2 separate regions of the Pan troglodytes genome follow, and region 2 is linked to region 1. A link is a contact called in public Hi-C data. All regions are on one chromosome and are shown on one strand. The core of a region is the stretch at or near the end of the contact, and the rest is flanking DNA. Distances in the headings are between cores, read along the strand shown.

Region 1 (4,976 bases), core at 739-3,238:
ACCAGGAGGTGGAGGCTGCAGTGAGCCATCATCACACCACTGCACTCCCTCTTGGGCAACAGAGTGAGGCTCTGACTTCCAAAACAAATAACAACAACAACAAAAAAAATTTTTTAAGAGTGTCTCATTTTAGTCCTTTCAATTCGTGACACACTTTATTTATTTTTAATTTTTTTGAGACAGAGTCTCACTCTGTCGCCCAGGCTGGACTCCAGTGGGGCAATCTTGGCTTATTGCAACCTCCGCCTCCCAAGTTCAAGCAATTCTCCTGCCTCAGCCTCCCAAGTAGCTGGGATTACAGGTGCCTGCCACCACGCCCGGCTAATTTTTGTATTTTTTAGTAGAGACAGGGTTTCACCACATTGGCCAGGCTGGTCTCGAACTCCTGACCTCAAGTGATCCACCCACCTTGGCCTACCAAAGTGCTGAGGTTACAGGCGTGAGCCACCGCGCCCAGCCTGTGACACACTTTAAATGAATTCAGGGTTGACTCATACACAGCACGCCTGGTAATAACATTGAAAACAAAGTCTCCTGCCCAAATTCTAACAGTTACCACCACAATGCAGAGCCCTCTCCTGAGAGATAATCATTTCTGTACAGTTAATGATGAAAGAGTGACGCTTTCATAACAAGACCAATGATGGTTTCTGTTCCCTCTCAGTCCAAATCCAGTGTCCGTCTCCTCCCAAAACAACAGGTTATCCTCTGATCAACGCTGACAAAATGAACCCTGTAGGAAACACACAAGTATGGCGCATCTCTCAAATCTTAGCTCTTTGAAATGACACCAGGCAGCCGACTCTGAATCACAGCTACAACATTTTAATCCATTTTCCGACACTCCAAATGCTCTAAGCTATTTTCTGTATAACAACTGCCCTCACGGCGGGCAGCCTGAGAGAAAGATCGTCGCGTGAGGGGGTACCTTGATGGGGGTCCTGGCTCTGCTACAAACTGGCTAGGTGAACTTGAGCAAATCCCTCCCTCTCTCGGAGCCTCAATCTCATTAACTCCAAAGAGAGACAGCTGGACTTAGACCCCTCAAGTCTCCCACATTTCTAAGAACCTAACAGCTGGGGGTCACAAGGGTAACCAAGACTCTAGCCCCATACCATATTGTTTTGAGATTACCTAACCTAACCCTCGAGCTTCAAAGACTAAGATCCAGAAATGAAAGTTGCCTGACACTCAATCTAGTGTCCTTCCCACAGGACATCGCTCCTTCTACGAAAACGAACACACGAGAAAATGGCATCTGAACATCTGAAAGCCCTGCCTCGACTCAAGAGACGGGCAGGTAGCCTATTTCATCTGATTTTTGTCCCTCGTGAACTTCCACCTAGCTGGAAAGGGCAAAGCGAGAGCTTCTAGGCCACACCCTAAGTAAATCCGGACCGCCCTACGCAGGAGCAGTCGCACCTGCTCCTAAGCTCGAGGTGAAGGTGGCTCCGTCTCCACCCGAGCTCGCCTCAGAGCGAGCCCGCGACACAGAAACATCTCTCTTCAGACCCCAGCTTGGCCCAGGTTGCCCCACGCCCCAAGGTAGTCTCTCCGCGCTGCTATACCTGCTCCGCCACGGCGCGACCCCGTGCAGTAATCCCAGGCATCGGTGCCCCACGGACGTCGCCATCTTGTCTGCTCCTTCTCAGCGAGCCACGCCCCCTTCACACGCTGGGCGCACGCTTAAGGCGTCACGAGTCTCGAGTTCAGTGGGCCAATGAGAAAAGCGCGGGTTGGGGGCGGAGCCGACTAAGCTCCGCCCTGTGGCTACTCCCCGCCTAACCCGCTTGGCACCTGCGGAGGTAGGGGAACTAGTGGAGCTGTAGGTTTCGCTAAACCTGGGCTTGGTCGCAGCACTGCCACTCCTCCTCCTTCCCTCTGGGTGCCTTTCCTCATGTACCTGGAAAATCTGAGTCATCCAAGATCCAAGAATGTCGTTTCAAGTGATCGAACTTGCTCATTTTACGGATGGGGAAACTGGGCATCCATGACTCAGCTCTCGTTTTTTAAGCGCCGGAGTGTGTTGTGAGCACTTTGCAAGCATGGTGTCATATCATTCTTATCTCCTACCGCTGTGCTGCCAGGGAGACCGGGGGCAAACGGTCTTGGATCACCTAGAAATGCAACCAGTCGTTAAATTCGGTGCCTGGTGCTTGCTCTTGAAAAGGTTCCTATCTTCAATTGTAAGAGGAAAACGAGTTTTCAATCATGTCTGCTACTTTTTACTGAGCACTGACTAGAGACTCGCAGCTAGGCCCGAGACATTATCCCCATTTTAAAGATGAGGTACCTGAGGCTCAGGAAGGTTAAGCAACATCTTCAAGGGTACATAAAGGGCATATGCCCAAAGACTATAAAATAGTGAAGCCAGAATTTGAACATACGTCTCTGACTCCAAAAACCATGTCCTAAACATCTTCTTTTTTTTTTTTTTTTTTTTTTTGAGACAGAGTCTCTCATTGTCGCCCAGGCTGGAGTGCAGTGGTGCGATCTCGATTCACTGCAAGCTCCGCCTCCCGGGTTGACGCCATTCTCCTGCCTCAGCCTCCCGAGTAGCTGGGACTACAGGCGCCCGCCACAACGCCCGGCTAATTTTTTTATATATATTTTTCGTAGAGACGGGGTTTCACCATGTTAGCCAGGATGGTCTCGATCTCCTGACCTCGTGATGCGCCCGCCTCGGCTTCTCAAAATGCTGGGATTACAAGCGTGAGCCACCGCGCCTGGCCTAAACATCCTTCCTTTTAAGCCCTTTGTCAGAATATGGCAGAATTTGGGTCCAACAACTGAAGGAATGCAGCCCTACTTTTTCATCTGCTAAGCTGATAATCACAGTTGCCTTCACCAGGCATTTGACAGGAGGAGGAATATGCTCCCTGGCCCCTGCAGGTATTTCTGTGTAGTTGGCTTAAGTTCAACTAGGGCATACTCAGCTCCTACAGAGAGCTTAAAAGGCACCAGGTTTGGTATTGGGGGGAAGAAACCTCCCTTTGTCATGGTTTTCAGAAGTCGGAAAAGAAAAAAACAAATGTATAGAATTGGTTTTGGCCGGGCGCAGTGGCTCACGCCTGCAATCCCCACTCACTGGGAGGCTGAGATGGGAGGATAGCTTGAGCCAAGGAGTTTGAGACCAGCCTGGGCCGGGCGCGGTGGCTCACGCCTGTAATCTCAGCACTTTGGGAGGCCGAGGTGGGCGGATCACGAGGTCAAGAGATTGAGACCATCCTGGCTAACACGATGAAACCCCATCTCTACTAAAAATACAAAAAAAATTAGCCGGGCGTGGTGGCGGGCGCCTGTAGTCCCAGCTACTCTGGAGGCTGAGGCAGGAGGATGGCGTGAACCCGGGAGGCGGACTTGCAGCGAGCCGAGATCGCGTCATTGCACTCCAGCCTGGGTGACAGAGTGAGACTCCGTCTCAAAAAAAAAAAAAAAAAAAAAAAAAGAAAGAAAGAAAGAAAGAAAAAAAGAGACCAGCCTGGACAACATAGTGAGACTCCATCTCTATTTTTTTTTTTTTTTTAAGAGGCTGGGCACGGTGGCTCACCCTATGATCCCAGCACTTTGGGAGGCCAAGGCGGGCGGATCACCTGAGGTCAGGAGTTCGAGACCAGCCTGGCCAACATGGTGAAACCCCATCTCTACTAAAAATACAAAAATTAGCTGGGCATAGTGGCGCCTGCCTGTAATCCCAGCTACTCCAGAGGCTGAGGTACGAGAACTGCTTGAACCCGGGAGGGGGAGGTTGCAGTGAGCTGAGATAATGCCATTGCACTCCAGCCTGGGAGACAGAGTGAGACACCATTTTAAAAAAATACATATTGGTTTAATTGGTTTTACTATCCAATTGAGAGTAGTAAACCAGCAGGGAATGGGGGGAAATTATTTCCAAATGAAGTGCATTGGGAAAACTGAATATCCATATGCAAAAAGTAAAGTGCAGCCTTACACCATATACAAAAATTCATTCAAAATGGATCAGAGATGTAAACTGAAGAGCTAAAACTATAATACTCTTAGACGAAAACATAGGGGAAATCTTCATGACGTTGCATTTAGCAATGATTTCTTGTATATGACGTTAAAAGCACAGGCAACAACAACAAAAACAACAAAAAGATATACTTCGAAATTAAAACTTTTGTGCATCAAAGAACACTATCAAGAGAGTGAAAAGACGCTGGGCGCGGTGTCTCACGCCTGTAACCCCAGCACTTTGGGAGGCCAAGGCGGGCAGATCACCTGAGATCAGGAGTTGGAGACTAGCCTGGCCAACGTGGTGAAACCCTGTCTCTAGTAAAAATACAAAAATTAGCCGGGTGTGGTGGCGCAAGCCTGTAATCCCATCTACTCGGGAGGCTGAGGCAGGAGAATCACTTGAATATGGGAGGTGGAGGTTGTGGTGAGCCGAGATCGTACCATTGCACTCCAGCCTGGGCAACAAGAGTGAAACTCTGCCTTAAAAAAAAAAAAAAGAGAGAGAGAGAAAAGGCAACCCACAGAATGAAAGAAAATGTTTGCAAATCATGTATTATCTGATAAGGATATTTGCTCATTACTGTCATGTAGATGGGTGGGGAAGAACCTATTTTTCCAAGCTTACAGGAAAATAAATAAATAAATGGCTCACTGAATGCTTTTAGAATAAAAGTCTCCAACTTTATTTTTTGAGACAGAGCCTCACTCTGTTGCCCAGGTTGGAGTGCAGAGATGCGATCTCGGTTCACTGCAGCCTCCACCTCCCGGGTTCAAGCGATTCTCCTGCCTCAGCCTTCCGAGTAGCTGGGACTACAGGCGTGCCATACACCCAGCTAATTTTCGAATTTTTAGTAGAAACGGGTTTTCATCATGTTAGCCAGACTGGTCTCAAACTGCTGACCTCAAGTCTGCCCGCCTCGGCCTCCCAAAGTGCCGGGATTACAGGCGTGAGCCACCGCGCCGGGCCTGACAGTCTCAAACTTTAAAGCACACTT
Region 2 (5,063 bases), core at 460-2,959, 310 kb after region 1:
GAGCAGGCACATCCACGAAACTGAGGCCTCAGGGGGCAGGACTGGTGGAAGGGGCCCTCTGCCTCTAGCTACCTCATAGCCCAGCCCTACCAATAAATAACCATGGTTTTGCTAGTGCCTCCAAGTACTGGACCTCAAAAGTCACAAAATACCCGGAGATTAAAAAGAAATGAATAGGCTGGGCACGGTGACTCACACCTGTAATCCCAGCACTTTTGGAGGCTGAGGCAGGTGGACTGCTTGAGTTCAGGAGTTTGAAAGTAGCCTGGGTAACATGGCAAAACAATAAATACAAAAATTAGCCAGGCCTGGTAGTTCCAGCTACTCAAGAGGCTGAGGTGGGAAGATTGCTTGAGCCTGGGAGGTCGAGGCTGCAGTGTGCCAAGATCGTGTCACTGCAATTCACCCTGGGGAACAGAGTGAGACTGCCTCGAAAAAAAAAAAAAGAGTGAATAAACACGAAGATTAGGCCCTGTGACCCCCAACACACACGCACACGCACACACATGCGTGCACACACACACACACTCCTTTTTATTTTGAGATGGAGTCTCGCTCTGTTGCCTAGGCTGGAGTGCAGTGGTGCAATCTCGGCTCACTGCAACCTCCGCCTCCCGGGTTCAAGCTATTCTTGTGCCTCAGCCTCCTGAGTAGCTGGGATTACAGGCGCGTACCACCACACCAGGCTAATTTTTGTATTTTTAGTAGAGACAATTTCACCATGTTGGCCAGGCTGGTCTCGAACTCCTGACCTCAAGTGATCCGCCTGCCTCGGCCTCCCAAAGTGCTGGGTTTACAGGTGTGAGCCCCTGCGCCTGGCCATACTGCTTCCTTAATGTATTAGGGTTCAATCAGAGAAACTGTACCAGTAAGGGGATACAGATTAAGAGATTCGTTGCAAGGAGGTGATTTGCGCGATTGTGGGGCTGGCTAGGTAAGTGCAGTAAGTGCAGGCTGGAACTCTTGTCAAGGGCTGAAGTTGCTATCCACAGGCAGAATTTCTTCTTCAGGAAAACCTCAAGTCTGATTTTAAGGCCTTTCAACTGCGTCTATCAAGCCCTCCTAAATTATTCAGGATATCTTCCTTTTATATAAAGTCAACTGATAATGGACTTTATTCGCATCTACAAAACAACTTCACCAAAACATCCAGTTTCGTGTTGGAATAATTGGGGCCTTCAGTCTAGCCAAGTTGACACAGTAAAAAAGACATCACACTCAGCAGGGCATGGTGGCTCAGTCCTGTAATCCTAGCACGTTGGCAGGCCAAGGCGGGAGGATTGCTTGAGGCCAGGAGTTCCAGACCAGCCTGGGCAACGTAAAAAGACACCATCTCTCCAAAACATAAAAAAAGATAAATTAGCTGGGCTCGATAGCTATACCTATAGTCCTAGCTACTCAGGAGGCTAATGTGTGAGAATCACTTGTGCCCGGAGTTTGAGGCTGCAGTAAGCTATGATCATGCCACTGTACTCCAGCCTAGGTGACAGAGCGAGACCGTGTCTCAAAAACAAACAAACAAAAAGCAGTGGAACGTTGCTTTACGTATATTAGAGCACTTACCACATGCCCTGTGGTTAAGTGATTTGCATGCAGCATCTCAGTTAATCTCAGAACATCCCGTGACGCAGGTATCCTTCTTGTCCCTGATTTTACAGGTCAGGAAACGGCCTCAGAGAGGTGAGGAGACGCCCACAGTCGCGTGGCGTGGTGCACCTGTGTTCTGAACTGTCACTTGCCTCTCCCTGTGAGCCTCTCTTTACTCTGCCTTGTCTTCTTGTCCTGGGGCAAGAAGTTAGGGTTCAAGACCCTTCGGGATGTGAGGATGTTTCTGCCACTCCGGACCTTAGTTTTCTCCCCTAAGTGGCTCTATCTCTCCCGGCCTGAGTTTGGAAGGGAGGCACCAAACTCCTTTTCTTAGGCCTGTGCTGCCATCTATGGAGCTCGAAGGTGCTCGCCACGCTCCAGACCGGCCACCTGGCAGGCAGGTGAGCTTGCAAGTGTGAAGAGCAGCGGGATGCGGGGGAGGGAGCAAGCCTAGTAACAAATAAAGCAAATATCATCGGCCCTTGTCCTCAGCTGCTCGCTCAGGCCCCCCAGAATCCTGTAGCATTTCTGGGGATTAAGAGGGTGGTGGGGTTTTCACCTCTATCACGTCTACTGCCAGCCTGGCGCCCAAAGGTTCGGCCGTCATCCGCCCCAGCGGGTCCCTGGAACCGCCGGGATGCCCAGGCTGCCAGGGGGTCTAATGGGAAACTGGGAGTTTCTTTCAGGCCACAGGATAGGTCTGCAGTGCGACTCAGGCTCCCGCGGGGACCTGCCCACTCGAACGGGGGAGGAGAAAGAGGCTCCGGGGGAGAGCCAAGGAGGTGGAGAAGAGGAGCGGCGTCCCGGGAAAGGGGATGCTGGAGCTCCTGCCGACGCTCCACCTGTAGCCCCGCCCTTGACTCCGCCCACTTCCCCGCCCCTCCCTTCCAGGCGCAGCCTCGAGGTGGCGCTGTGGGGCCGCGCAGGGTCTAGGGCGACTTTCTGGGGGAGCCGCGGCCGCCAGGCTCCGTGGGTTTTGGTTCAGGCGCCGGTTAGTGTCGGGGTAGGCCACGCAGTGAGTTGGCTTGTGGCAGGAGGCAGGCGGAAACCGAGGCTGAGAGGCTGGCTGTCGCTGCCACCCCTCAGCAACCCCAGTGCAGCTGGTCATCCTGTCAGCCGATCAGTCAGTCGCGTCCCCAGCCCGGCTCACACGCCTCCTCCATCAGTCCCTCAGCCAGTCCCTGCGTTTCCTTTCTTTCCCTTGCCTTTCTCTCTCTTTTTTCTTGTCTTTTCTTTCTTTCTTTTCCTTCCTTCTCTTTCTATTTCTCTCACTTTCTTTCCTTTTCTTTTTCTTTTTTTGAGAGGGGTCACCTCACTATGTCACCCAGGCTGGAGTGCAGTGACGTCATCTCGGCTCACTCAGCTTCGACATCCTGGGCTCAAGCCATCCTCCCGCCTCGGCCTCCCAAAGCTCCGGGATCACAGGCAGAGCCACTGTATCCGCCCAACCATTGCGGTTCCTGCCAGGTGGTCGGCTGGCAGGTCGGCCCTTGTCACCTGGGTCCCCGAGCCCTGCACACTGTGAGGGCGAACAGAGTCCATGGAGGATGGTGAAGGGAGGAAATATGTGGAGCCCAGGCCTTGCTTTTTCTGTTTGTTGTTGTTGTTTTGTTTTTTTTTTTTTTTAGACGGAGTCTCGCTCTGTCGCCCAGGCTGGAGTGCAGCTCACTGCAAGCTCCGCCTCCCGGGTTCACGCCATTCTCCTGCCTCAGCCTCCCGAGTAGCTGGGACTACAGGTGCCCGCCACCACGCCCGGCTAATTTTTTGTATTTTTAGTAGAAACGCGGTTTCACCGTCTTAGCCAGCATGGTCTCGATCTCCTGAACTCGTGATCCGCTCACCTCAGCCTTCCAAAGTGCTGGGATTACAGGCGTGAGCCACCGTGCCCGGCCTCTTTTTTTTTTTGAGTCTTGCTCTGTTGCCCAGGTTGAAGTGCAGTGGTGCGATCTCTGCTCACTGCAACCTCTCCCTTCCGAGTCCAAATGATTCTCTTGCCTCAGCCTCCTGAGTAGCTGGGATTACAGGCACTCACCACCACGCCTGGCTAATTTTTGTGTTTTTAGTAGAGGCGAGGTTTCACTATGTTGGCCAGGCTGGTCTTGAACTCCTGGCCTCAAGAGTCTGCCCGCCTCGGCCTCTCAAAGTGCTGGGATTACAGGTGTGAGCCACTGTGCCCGGCCGTTTTTTTTCTGTTTTTGGTCAGAGTTACTTGCCAAAGGGCTTTGGTTTTTTCCCCTCAGGATCTCCCAGGCCCTTGGGGGGCAGAGGGGACAACGATGCTGACCCGCTCCTGAGGTGGCGCTCGGCCAGCACAGCTGTCCCTGGAGCAGAAGAGTGGCAGTGGAGGGGCCAGAGCCCTGGCTTTCAGCGGCTGTACTGAGAGTTACTCCACGTTCAGCCCTTCCCCGCCCGACGCGGATTGGCTGTGGGCTGGGTCTGATCCTTCCCGGACCTGGAGCAGCTGTGGGCTGGGCCTGATCCACTGACTGCCTTCTATGTCAGAGCTGGCAGCATGGGGGCCCAGACCCGGGCCCTTCCAGGAGGTGCCAGGGCAGTGGGACCCAGCCCTGAGCTGGAGAGAGCATTCCTGTGCTGGTCGCGGCAGTGCTTCCACCTCACTGTGTGTGCTTGTGCAGGTCACTTCACCCAGGCCTCGGTGTCATCACGGACAGCTTTCAGAAAGGGGAGACAGCCTGGGCATGGTGGCTCACACCCATAACCTCAGCACTTTGTGAGGCCAAGGTGGGGAGGATCACTTGAGGCCAGGGGTTCAAGACCAGCCTGGGCAACGTAGTAAGTAACCCCATCTCTAAAGAAAAAAAATTAGCTGGACATGGGAGGCCGAGGTGGGAAGATGGGGCTTGAGCCCAGGAAGTCGAGGCTGCAGTGATCCTCGACTGCACTCCAGTGGTGCATTTGATTACACTACTGCACTCCAGCCTGGGTGACAGCGAGGAGACCCCTCTCAAACAAACAAAATCCCCCCAAACCAAAACCTGCCACCTACTTCCTTGCCCTGCCCGGTACTGTGGGTTTGGAAATATAACCATGGAGGTGAAAGCCCAGGTGTGAGGAAGTTATAACCTGACCTCTCATGGTTTTCCTGATGCAGGGGAGGAAGAATGGAAGAAAGAAATGAGAAAAGGCAGGGGTGGCCTGAACTCCTGGGCTCCAGGGGACGCTGTGTCTGTTACCCCCACCCATAGGAGCCTGGGGTTCTGGCCTGGGCTGTGTGACCCTGGGCCTGTCTCTGCTGCTCTCTGGGCTTTTACAGCAGTGAAGAGCTTGGGTTCTATGATCTCTAAGGCTTGAGACTTGAGTAGAAGGGTTTCTAACAGAAATCCTGGGGCCATGATGTTCGGGGAGCAAGAGCTAAGCTGTCTGGTGCAATAGCCACTAACCACGTGTTGCTGTTGGGCACTTGACATGTGGCTTGTCTGATTTCAGGTGTGCCCAAGGATGTTGTAGAACTCTGT

The links. Hi-C and Micro-C count contacts between places; a contact is called where the count stands out from the background.
Region 2: a Hi-C map of stem cell-derived neural progenitor cells shows a contact between it and region 1, with 4 times the contacts expected there. The contact joins the promoter of SLC5A1 here to the promoter of PISD in region 1. A contact is called at or near these places in 1 of 7 Hi-C or Micro-C datasets (stem cell-derived neural progenitor cells) and 1 of 1 datasets of contacts at active chromatin or transcription factors (stem cell-derived excitatory neurons).

What each region holds. Positions count from the first base shown.
Region 1 is chr23:33,775,680-33,780,655 of NHGRI_mPanTro3-v2.0_pri, forward strand. It overlaps PISD (phosphatidylserine decarboxylase), which reads right to left and starts at 1,989. Exons shown (of 8, transcript XM_016939015.4): 1 at 1,569-1,989. The coding sequence starts at 1,633.
Region 2 is chr23:34,085,760-34,090,822 of NHGRI_mPanTro3-v2.0_pri, forward strand. It overlaps SLC5A1 (solute carrier family 5 member 1), which reads left to right and starts at 1,710. Exons shown (of 17, transcript XM_063808216.1): 1 at 1,710-1,988.